Regions from separate parts of the Mus musculus genome. Here region 1 is linked to region 2. A link is a contact called in public HiChIP or PLAC-seq data. All regions are on one chromosome and are shown on one strand. Each heading gives the region's core, a stretch centred on a gene start, on an enhancer-like site or on the middle of the called end of the contact. The rest is flanking DNA. Distances are from core to core; before and after follow the strand shown.

Region 1 (5,532 bases), core at 1,616-4,115, 270 kb before region 2:
AAACAAACAAAAAAGAGCTATGTAAGACTGGGAAGAAAGCTCAGTGGGTATGGTGCTTGCCTTGCAAACAGATCTCCTATACCTGTATAGGGCCAAATAGATTTACCAGACCATCTGAAAGCCCAGCATTCAGGAACTGAAGAAACAGAATCCCAAAGCAAGGGGCTAGTCAGGTACCTAACTAAACAGAAAGCTCCAGGTTAAGTAATTGAAAAAGAAACTCCACATCAACTGCAGGCCACACACACACACACACACACACAGGGCGGGGGGGAGGCACACATGCACACATATACACACACACTAAGACATATACATACATATATACACACACATAGAAAATTAACCATTTTTATTTATTGTAGTTCATCTCCTTTTGCTGATCTTTACAATCCTTAAATGCAACAACAAAAGAGAAAGAAACAGGGCAGACAGATTTGTTTTCAAGGGGGAAATTACCTCAAATAATAGCTTTAAATCAAAAGCAAAAAATGAAAAGGGTTCAGTTTGAGCCTGGGTATGGTGGCTTATCCCTGCAGTCCCAGCTACTCAAGAAGCTGAGAGGGAGGACTTGCTTATGCTCAGACCTTTGCAATCAGCATGTGCAGGAGAGTTGGGTGCTACTTATAAAGAGCATTACTTGACTTTAGAAAGTACTCCTCTTGTTTTCAACATAATTACTTTTAAATATCTAAACTTACAGCCGGGCGTGGTGGCACACACCTTTAATCCCAACACTCGGGAGGCAGAGGCAGGCAGATTTCTGAGTTCGAGGCCAGCCTAGTCTACAAAGTGAGTTCCAGGACAGCCAGGGCTACACAAAGAAACCCTGTCTTGAAAAAAACAAAAACAAAACAAACAAACAAACAAACAAACAAAAGATCTACACTTACAATACAGCATATGAAGATATATATTCACTCTACTGAATACCAATCCATTCATGCCCGAGAGATCTGTTCACCTGCATCTCAATGCTCCCCTGTCTTCTCTCTACCATTTCCATGTTTCTCACAGTTACACACCTAGAGCTACAGACCAACACCTCTGTTCCTGACTTAGATACAAAAGTCCTTGGTGGGAAAATCAATTACTGAAAGTCATGTTTGTCTTAGTTTCAGTAATGCAGTAATGAGTTAATATTAAAGGAAGCCTTACCCAGTGTAATCTCTTCATAGTCCATTTTTATGACTAATATTTGCAACAGAACAAAAATTTCAGAATAGCTTGAAACATATAAAGTTGGTATGGTTAATTTGAGAATTAATTTTCAAAAATACATTCCAAAAATTTCCCTTCTGTTGCTTTCAAAAAAAAAAAAAAAACAACTTTTTTCCAAAAGGGTCCTCATATAAATCAAATTAAAAACAAAGACATGCACCCTTTCCATCAAAATACTGAGTTCTCCAGCCATCAAAAGAAATACTCTCTTCCCAAATATCAAGTCTTATGCTCCCTAATGAACAAACAAAATTACTTACACAGCAAGGAGTAATTGAACTCAAAACTAGAGCTATGTCATAATAAAATGCCAAATATAAATATATCTTCAAGTTCTGGGAATCACAAAGAATTAAAAATGAAGTAATTTAAAGTAAGCTTGAATTACAACTTATTTCATAAATACTTACTTGAATAACTTTTGACTGCAACTTCTTTCATAAATAGTTAATAGTTTCAGAAATATTTTCTCTGAAAGGTAGTTACTGACATATTTCATAGGACTTAAATATTTAAATAAAATACTGAAACAAGCTGCATGTTAGAGGAAAATAAAAGCCTTGCCATTATGTTCTGCTCAGTATGATAAAACCCTTTTTCCTTCATTCAGATTTTAATTTTGAGTCACTTTGGCCTTCATTTGTTTTCTTCGCAACAGCTAAGTGAGACTTCAGGAGGCCTGCAAGCTCACTGAAACTCTGCACATGCTTGATTATTCTAAGCAGATAGTCACTGTCTCACGGTCTGAGTTTATTACTAGGGTTCAGAGAGGGATGGGGAAGGCAGCGTGACTTCCTGTTCCTCTGCCCACACCTTTACCATCTGATCCCTGTCCTTGCTTCTCTATAAAAGAGAAGAACACTGAGTCCATCTTACTGTTACCATAGCCTTCTTTCATAAGTTACTTATAGTTTAAGGCAAAACACAAGGACCTAAATTGCAGCTAAATTTACCTTAATGAAATTGTTTAATTTATCATATTACAGGAAAATTCCATGTATTGATCATTCCCATCCAATCAGGATCTCAGGACCTCCTAGTAATGCCAACTCTAGTGAAACTGAAGGCATGATATACAAGTGAGATGTGTGTGTGTGTGTGTGAGAGAGAGAGACAGAGACAGAGAGAGACAGAGAGGAGTATGTGTGTAAATACAACAGCTTATCTGCATTCAATATTTCTATATAATAATTACATATTGTACAGAAACTATGCATGATCCTAGATCCTTAGTAAAGTTAAATTAAATTTCGTTTTATAAGCATAGTTATAAGTATGTAGTAATCAGTAACTCCCCAGAAACAAAATAATAATTATATACCTCACCATCTAAAAATCAAACAAACAAAGCATTCTGGATAACAACAGCCTAGGACCACAGAGTAGGCCGTCGTTCTCTAATGCACAGACACTTCTAGACCAATCTGGGTCCAGCATTTATGTTTACAGTCTGAAGAGTGAGGTAGCTTCCTTATCTTGAGCGCTAACTTGCTTGCTGAAATTCTTCTAAGTCTGGATTCATTTCCTGGGTTTTAAAGGTTACATAAACTCTTTCACTTACTGTTTTATTACACTGCTATGGGAGTGGGGCAAAGAGATTAAAAACAGAACACAACCTAAAAGAGGTGAACACAAGACAGGAAGAAAGATGACTAACTGAAAAACCAAAACCACTGAATCTTGACTCAAACGATCTCTCAAGTCCAGCCTGTAGTTCTGCTAGTAAGTTGCTGGATGACTTCAAGTCCCATCATCTCTCTAGATCTTACCAACCACAATATTATATAAACAAAATAAGAAGTATGTTTGCAAGGATATAAGAGGCTCTAGAGTTTCGGCTTTAGCAGGATGTGTTTGTTTGTGTCTAGTTGTATATACCTACATCTTATCTTCCTTGTTTCCTTCTTTTACGGCTCTCCATTTTCACATATTCTCCAAAAGTTCTGCCTAGATGTGTGCATTGATGATGATCCAGCTACTCAGAAATTAAGCTAATGCTCCCTAACTCAAAAGAGGAGAACAGGTGCTGCTTCCCTGAGCCTGCCAGCCAGAGCAGAGAGGTCAGAGCACCTGGCTTCCCTGCCAGCCAGAGCAGAGGCCAGAGCACCTGGCTTCCCTGCCAGCCAGAGCAGAGAGGTCAGAGCACCTGGCTTCCCTGCCAGCCAGAGCAGAGAGGCCAGAGCACCTGGCTTCCCTGCCAGCCAGAGCAGAGAGGCCAGAGCACCTGGCTTCCCTGCCAGCCAGAGCAGAGAGGCCAGAGCACCTGGCTTCCCTGCCAGCCAGAGCAGAGAGGCCAGAGCATCTGGCTTCCCTGCCAGCCAGAGCAGAGGTCAGAGCACCTGGCTTCTTGCTTTCTCTTCCTTCGCTGGCATTTCTTAACATACTAGGAGAGCTCTCACTTGGTTCAAAGAAATAAGTTCCTCTCTTGCAGCCTTCATTTTTGTAATGAAGGCATGTAACACTATGTTTTAGTTCTCAGCATAAGCACTTGCCAAGACTTCATCATACGTAAAATGCCATATTTTAAGGGACTTATCAGCCCCAAGTGTTAATAATATACTTTCCCCCTTATGTTCCATGATGTTCAACAACAGCCGAATTGTTCAGCAAGTAATTTAAAAATAACTTCAGGAAGTAACTTCCTGGGAGGCTGTAAAACTAGATATACTTTTAACAAATATTAAAGATACATATCCTTTCTTTACACAAAAACAGATGGTAACATAAAACAAAGATTCACTAAACAATAAAAAAAACTAATACTAAGGAAATACTAATATATATTACACATACCTACCTAGCAACAGAGTACATAAAGAGAAACTCGTTGTCTGGTGAGCCTGGGGTCTTGCTATAGTCTCTGTATTTCTTCTGAGTGGTATTTTTTATATCTTTCATTACAGATTCCATTTCTTTACTTAAGTTGGTTTCTGACTATAAAAAAAGTGAACATACATATAAAACTCACATTACTTTTCTTTAGTAGTAGCTTAAAACTGAAATATTTATTATATAAACACACTAGAAAATTAACATTAAATCAAAGTAGATGTAACATAAACAACTTTGCACAATTTAGTGTATAAAGAAAAATTAATCAAGACTGAATCTATCTTACTCAAGTTCTGGATGGCAACTGGTAATATCCATTTATGATAAAACCCAATTATGAATTATTGAGTTAGCAATACAAACTCTAATCTAATGAGTACATAATACTAAATAACATTTTAGAATCAGTTCCATGTTTCCCAAAAAGTTGACTTTATTTAAGTTCAGTTTTCAAAGAAATATAATACCAATTTCCCTTACTTTCTGGCAAATTTTGAATAAAATTTACATACCAAATACCCCTCAGATTCTAAAGTTAGTCTTCATTTGAGAAAGTAAATGCCAAGACATAAATCTGTATGGTTTAACGTCCAAACTTTTATTTCAAAAGCTTAGTTTAATGGCAGAGTAGCTGCCTACTATGTGAGAAGCCTCAAGTTCAATTCCCAACACTACAAAAAAGTAGAATGGCAGTAAAGTCACATCCTTTAGAAACCATAACAAAAATCTACAACAGAGCTAAAACATTTTAAGAACTTAAGCCACACAAATTCTGTTGGTGGGAATTAAAAAGCAGAATCATTTAAGCCAATTCACATTCTAGAAGACCAGTTTGTAGTGAATGATCACACAGAGTAAATAAAGCTGTGTATAAACGTTCTTAGTTTTTATTACATGTATGTGGTATGTGTACACATGCACACACATATGTGGGTGGGGTCATGGATGCTATGGCACATGTGGAGAGGCCGCAGGACGGCTTGGGGTGGTTAGTTGTCTCCTTCCAGCACATGAGTCCTTAGGAATTAAACTCAGGTTATCAATCTTAATGTCAATATAAGTAATGATATATTTTCAAACATGTATTTGATACTTATATGCTATATTATATTTGTACATTGGGACAGAGACAGAGACTCATGTACTATGGTACAGCATAGGCCACATATACTTTGGTAGTCCCTTAAAATTATATTACCTAGAGACATCAAAGCCATTTGGTTTGTATAAATACAATTTGATGCTCACACAATGGCAAAATTATCTACTGATGCCATTTTCAGAATGTATCCATTGCTCAATAAGCAAAATAACACATATGCTTTTTGCTTTGCTTTGCTTTTTCTTTTTTCAACATCTTTAAAGAGTCTAACCACATTTAAGCTTGTGCTGGCTAGTTTTATGTCAACTTGACACAAGCTAGAGTCATCAGAGATGAGGGAGCCTCAATTGAGAAAATGCCTCCATAAGATCAGGCTG
Region 2 (5,385 bases), core at 1,318-3,817:
TCTGTTTTATACACACACACATTCAAACTCCTGGGCCCTTTTAAAGTTGGTCACATGTGCATGTGTTTTAGGTCTATTTGGGATTGGATAACCTATCAGGGTCTCATCTCTGAAGAGAACTTAAATATCTTCCCGTTTTCAGCAGCCATCAACTGACAATAACTCTTCATCTAGAGGTAGGGTCTTCTGAAATTTTCTTAATCCATACTGGCATGTCAATTGATGTTTGTCATTAAGCAAGTCTTGGAAGATTTGTTTTGTATTCATCTTCCCTTGTCAGGTCTAAAAGACACTTTCTTGATGTTTAGACATTAATTGTCCCCCAAAGGCAGTATGTTAAAGGTTTGGTAGCCAGTCTTTGGCACTACCAGGAGATGGAGGATCTTTTAGGAGATGGGGACTAATGGAATGAAGTTGACTCACTGGAGGTGAGTCCTTGAAGGCAGTATTGGGACAGCCCCCTCCCTCCATCCTCTGTTTCCTGGACTCCACAAGAAGGCATTTTGCTCTACTGTGTGTCCCCCACCATGTAATGCCTTGCCACAGGATCCAAAGGAACAGGCCAACAGGACTGAGACCTCCAGAACTGGGCAAAAATATATCCCACCTTTTAAAAATATTTCCTGCTTGGGAAGCATTTTAACATTCAAACCAGCTTCATCAGCTCACTCTTAAAGTATGCACATGGATCAAATAAGAAATGAAAATTAACTAATTAGTAACATTTGCATACATTTACAAATGTATACACTGCTGATGAATTAAGTAAAACAAGCTAACATTTTGAGTTGTCAGGAAAAGTCACCTATGCTCTTCCAAATAGAACCATTTTCTTTAATGTTTTTGATATACACAAACTACTGGTATGCAAAAAATGAGCTGGTAGAAAAACACCACCTAACAGGTATTCTGAAAACTTAGGAGTTAGTTTGTGGTCCAGTGATCTAGCACTTGCCCTCAGTTGTGAAGTCTTGAATCTATGCACACAAACAAATGTGGAGACCAATGGTTAGGAATACAGCTCAGTGGTGCTTGCCCTAAAAATGCCAAAGACCTCAAACAAAGCAAAAAATGCGCCTTGTCAGTAAAAGTCAAAGGTCCAATTATAGCAGTCTTCTCTGAATATTTGAAGTACTGCCTGCACATCTCAAGGTCCAAATTTTGGCCTACAGAAATAAAAAATACAATTTTTGATATATATATATACACACACACACACACATACATACACACACACCAACCTACTTAGGGAGTGAGCAGAACAACCCAATCAATTTAATAAAGCTTAAAGAAACTGTTAAGCAACTAGCTTCTTTTAAACAGAGAGAAATGTAAACTATTACATGACTAATAACACTCCACATTATTAAAATTAAAGAGTGGGGTCCCTAAGGTGTTTTTGTTTGTCTCATCAAGTTGTTCAGGCTGGCCTTGATTGGTGACCCTTTCTCTTCAGCCCGGGATTATAGACATTGTGACACCAAATCAGGAGTTACACTTTTAGGTAAGTTAGAAGCAGCCTTTCTAAGTATCTGTGCAGTTCCTCTTATGGCTATCTTTTAAAACTTATAAAAAAGGTTTCCTCGAACTGTCCAGTATCTGTTACAAAATAGCAATTACTAGTCATCATATTCTTTATACAATGGGAATGACACTAACACAAATCTTATCCTTTCTGGATTTAGCTTCTGAAAGTTAATATGGACCTTCCAAATTTTCAAAACACTGTATTATTTCTTAAATGTTCTGGTGATCAAAAACAAACAAACAAAGAGAGTCTTTACTTAATCTTTACTTAGCGCAAGTAATGTATTCGTGCTAAGAAATCAAACTGAGTGCACAGGGTGGTGCTTCCATAAGGTTTTCCAAAACAATTAGACAACGGATGCCCGCTACGGTTGACTTTGTTCGACATCAAGAGGAAACACGGAAAAAATCAGTTCGTTTCTCCTAAAGGCGAACGGGGTTCAGAAACCATCTTCTCCTCAACAGAATCCTCCTCCCCCAAAGGCCCGGCCGCTTCCAGTCGCTCAGGAACATGAGAAAACTTCTAAGGCCCTGAGGTTAACATCTCGCATTTGAGTTTTAGGAGTGTCCCTAACACCAAGGGCCTGTGTCACTGAGGCATGCACGCCAGCCGCTGTCCTACGGGAGGAAAAGGTCGGGAGGACCGGAGCCCGCGGTCGATTTTATTCCCGGGGATCCTGGCTCTGCGCCCGTCCCTCCCTAACCCTAACCTGACAGGCCCTCGCGCTGCGCCTCCCCCTTCCCTAACCAGAGGTCCCACCTACCACGCCGCAGCGCTCCGTCTCCCGGTTCTGAAGCCTCCAAAACGAACCTAGCTCCCGGGAGCCGAGGCTGCCGTCGCTGCCGCCATATTACAGCTTGTGCGGCAAAATGCGTCAGGGAGGAGGTGTGCGCCCGAGCCGGGAGGGCGGGGGCTGGAGAGGAAGAGCCGCTTCCTTCGCCCCGGGGCTCGGCTGCAAGCCGCCGGGCCACCACGGGGCCCCAGGCCGCGCCGCGGTCCCCGGGGCCACCCCTCCGAGCCCGAGCAGCCCAGAGACCTCGACGGAAAGACGGTTACCTCGGCCCAGAGGCCCGCCGCGGCTCCGCCCCTCGCCCTGAGCCCTTCCCGCTCTCGTCCCCAAGGCCCGCAGAAGACGCCGCCGCGCCGACAGACGCTCTCGCATCCCTCACCTGCCCCGCCGCGGGCTTCTCGTCTCCCGGCCCGGTCCTGGAAAGCGCTTCAAATCTACCGCCGTCAGGAAAGGCGCTAAAGCCCACTAACCGCCTCCCTCCCCCACAGCCCAGGCCAGGCGTGGAGGGAAGGTGTCGCGCCGGAAGTACGTCAGGGATGGGTGCCGGCGACTCCCGGCGTTCCCGGGCTGACGTCAGCATCTTCTCCTTGAGCTTGTAGGGTCTCTTCTGCCTTTTAAAATACGTTCCCGACGGGTCGCTTGATGGTTTCTGAGAGTTGATTGGATCGGTGTGGATCCGTCAGAATGTCACAGCGCTCCCGAAATGATGCGCATCACTTTATAAACAGTGACATCCTCTGTCGAGGTATTTAGAGAGACGTTCTGCCTCCAAGGAACCTTCAGCAAACGCTCAAAAGCTAGTAACAAAGATGAGCTACTTTCGGGACGTGGTAGCGCATGCCTTTAATCCCAGTAGTCGGGGATTAACATTTTATTGAGACCGGGTCTTACTATATACCTTGGCTGCCTTGGAGCTCTCTACGTAGATCAGGCTGACATCAAACTCTTTAAGAGATTACCCTGCCTCTGCCTCTTATCCCAAATGCCTGGTCCTATTTTAATATGGTTGTATTTGTGCCTGTGTGTATATGCACTGTATATCTATAACTGCTTGCAGAGGTCAGAACAGGGTGTCAGATCCTCCCCGTCCCCAAACTGGAGTTAAAAGCATTACGAGACACTCAATATGGGTCTTCCTTCAAGAGCCACAAGTGCTCCTAATGGCTGAGCCATCTCGCCAGCCCTTGGCCATGTGATTTAATTTTCGAGGATGAAATTTGAGACAAAGTGGCATGCTGCTCTAGGCTTTAAGACATTGCCTCTTATTTTCTTCATTTGCCAATATATTCTAATCATCCACAAACAAGGAACTGGCAGGCATTAGAATAACATAATGGAAGGAATTTAGATCCCAGAATAACTACATGGAGCAGAAATGCCTCCTATCGGGCTCATTCACCTAAGATCTTAATTTGTGAGAGAAATCGATCTTTTAAAGCCAGAAACAAACAAAAAGGAATTCCATTGTAAAAATTAAATCTAGGATGCCACACAGTGGCGGTGGACATCTTTGATCCCAGCACTTAGGAGGCAGAGGTAGTCGGATCTCTAAGATTGAGGCTACAGAGACCTACACAGAATTTAGAAGATTGAAGTAAGGCAGAGTGTTGTACAGTTATTTCATCTGGACAGAAATGTTTCCTCCTGGAGGGAAATCAGGATGAAACTCCCAAAACTCACAAGCAAGTTTCAGGAACTCGGGCTGGAGACATAGCAAATTGGAGCTCTTGCTGTGCAACTGCGAGGCCCAGAATTCAGATCCGTACACCCACATAATAAGAGAGGCTTCGTGTGCAAACCTGTAATCCCAGCTCAAAAAAAGTGAATAGAGATAGGTCCCAAGACTCTCTGGCTTCCAGCCTAGCTGAGAACATCCCAGATTTGGGGAGAAAACTTGACTCAAAATGATTAGATAGAGAACAATAGACAAGGCCACACAGTGTCCTCTCTGACGGCAATGCACATGCATTTGAATACACATGTTCAAGCTCACATGCATGGACATAGACATATACAGAGAAATGAACAGATATATCTTTTAAAAATTGCAAACATTGCTAGGAAATGGTTGTGCACACTTCTAATCCCAGCAGAGGCAGGCAGATCTCTATGAAGTTGAGGGCAGTCTGGTCTACAGAGTTGAGTTTCTGGACAGCCAGGGCTACACAGAGAAGCCCTGCCTGGGGATGGGCATAAATAAACAAGAAAGCTTTGAAGCTCTCAGGAACCCTCTCTCTTGTTAGATGAGCCGAACAGTTTGCTGGAGAGAAGAGACCGTTTGCTGGGCTGCCTGGAAGCAGCTCTTGTAAATTGTCACCTAGACTGAGGGAATTGTTTGGTGATGTAGCTGCCTTACAGACACTCATTATCCTTTAAGTAAGCCCTCACCTGTGTTTGTAGAAGAAACCCCAGTACGTTTATGAGTTCACTAAGATAGACTTGAGTGAAATTGTTCCTTTGGTCTGTCATCAGTATCCTCACTAAACATGAATAGACTTTTGTTCATATCTTCCCAGGAAAAGAACACAACACGCTAGGAGCCGAAACAGGGTTTGAAAGAACCAAAGATGCATTTGAGAGGAGCAGCTGTGTGGTCCCTGCTCTGGATGACCAGAAAAGCACCTGGGCTGAGACAGCTGAGGGTGGTGCATCTGTGCAGGGACTTCCATAATGGCTCTTCTGTGGTACAGGGTGGCATTGCCTCTCCGATAAATAGTGTTTACCAGGGACCATGTGGTTTATGCTGGTTAGGGTTTTTTGTTTGTTTGTTAACTTGACACAAATCTAGAGTTGTCAGATTGCTTGTAGGTCAGGGTTTTACTTTTGTTTTTTTTTATTTTTGTTTTTGTTTGTTTGGGGTTTTTTGGTTAATAAAGAAGGGATTTGCACGCCTTTAATCCCAGCACTCAGGAGGCAGAGGCAGGAGGATTTCTGAGTTCGAAGCCAGCCTGGTCTACAAAGTGAGTTCCAGGACAGCCAGGGCTATACAGAGAAACCCTGTCTCAAAAAACAAAACAAACCAAAACCAAAACAACAAAAAGAAGGGATTAGCTCTTGGTGAGTTGTG

Evidence for each region. HiChIP or PLAC-seq counts read pairs in DNA pulled down with a chosen protein or histone mark.
Region 1: a BATF HiChIP or PLAC-seq map of CD8 T cells shows a contact between it and region 2, with 6 read pairs. The contact joins the enhancer-like site here to the promoter of Ppig in region 2. A contact is called at or near these places in 5 of 39 promoter capture datasets (the C10 cell line, cranial neural crest, hippocampal neurons and 1 more), 1 of 484 Hi-C or Micro-C datasets (cortical neurons), 3 of 115 datasets of contacts at active chromatin or transcription factors (CD8 T cells, effector CD8 T cells and memory CD8 T cells) and 3 of 9 other capture datasets (adipose tissue, liver and pancreatic islet).

Annotation. Positions count from the first base shown.
Region 1 is chr2:69,992,299-69,997,830 of GRCm38.p6, reverse strand. Ubr3 (ubiquitin protein ligase E3 component n-recognin 3) reads right to left here. Exons shown (of 39, transcript NM_177783.6): 29 at 4,019-4,155. Among named protein-coding and RNA genes, the nearest start is that of Myo3b, 44 kb to the left of the region's middle. Within about 2 kb of position 2,865, at least 40 of the 459 cell types and tissues checked have an H3K27ac peak or open chromatin away from gene starts, as enhancers often do. A contact at or near this core is called in CD8 T cells, effector CD8 T cells and memory CD8 T cells, where this site is marked.
Region 2 is chr2:69,720,270-69,725,654 of GRCm38.p6, reverse strand. It overlaps Ppig (peptidyl-prolyl isomerase G (cyclophilin G)), which reads right to left and starts at 2,567. Exons shown (of 14, transcript NM_001081086.1): 1 at 2,292-2,567.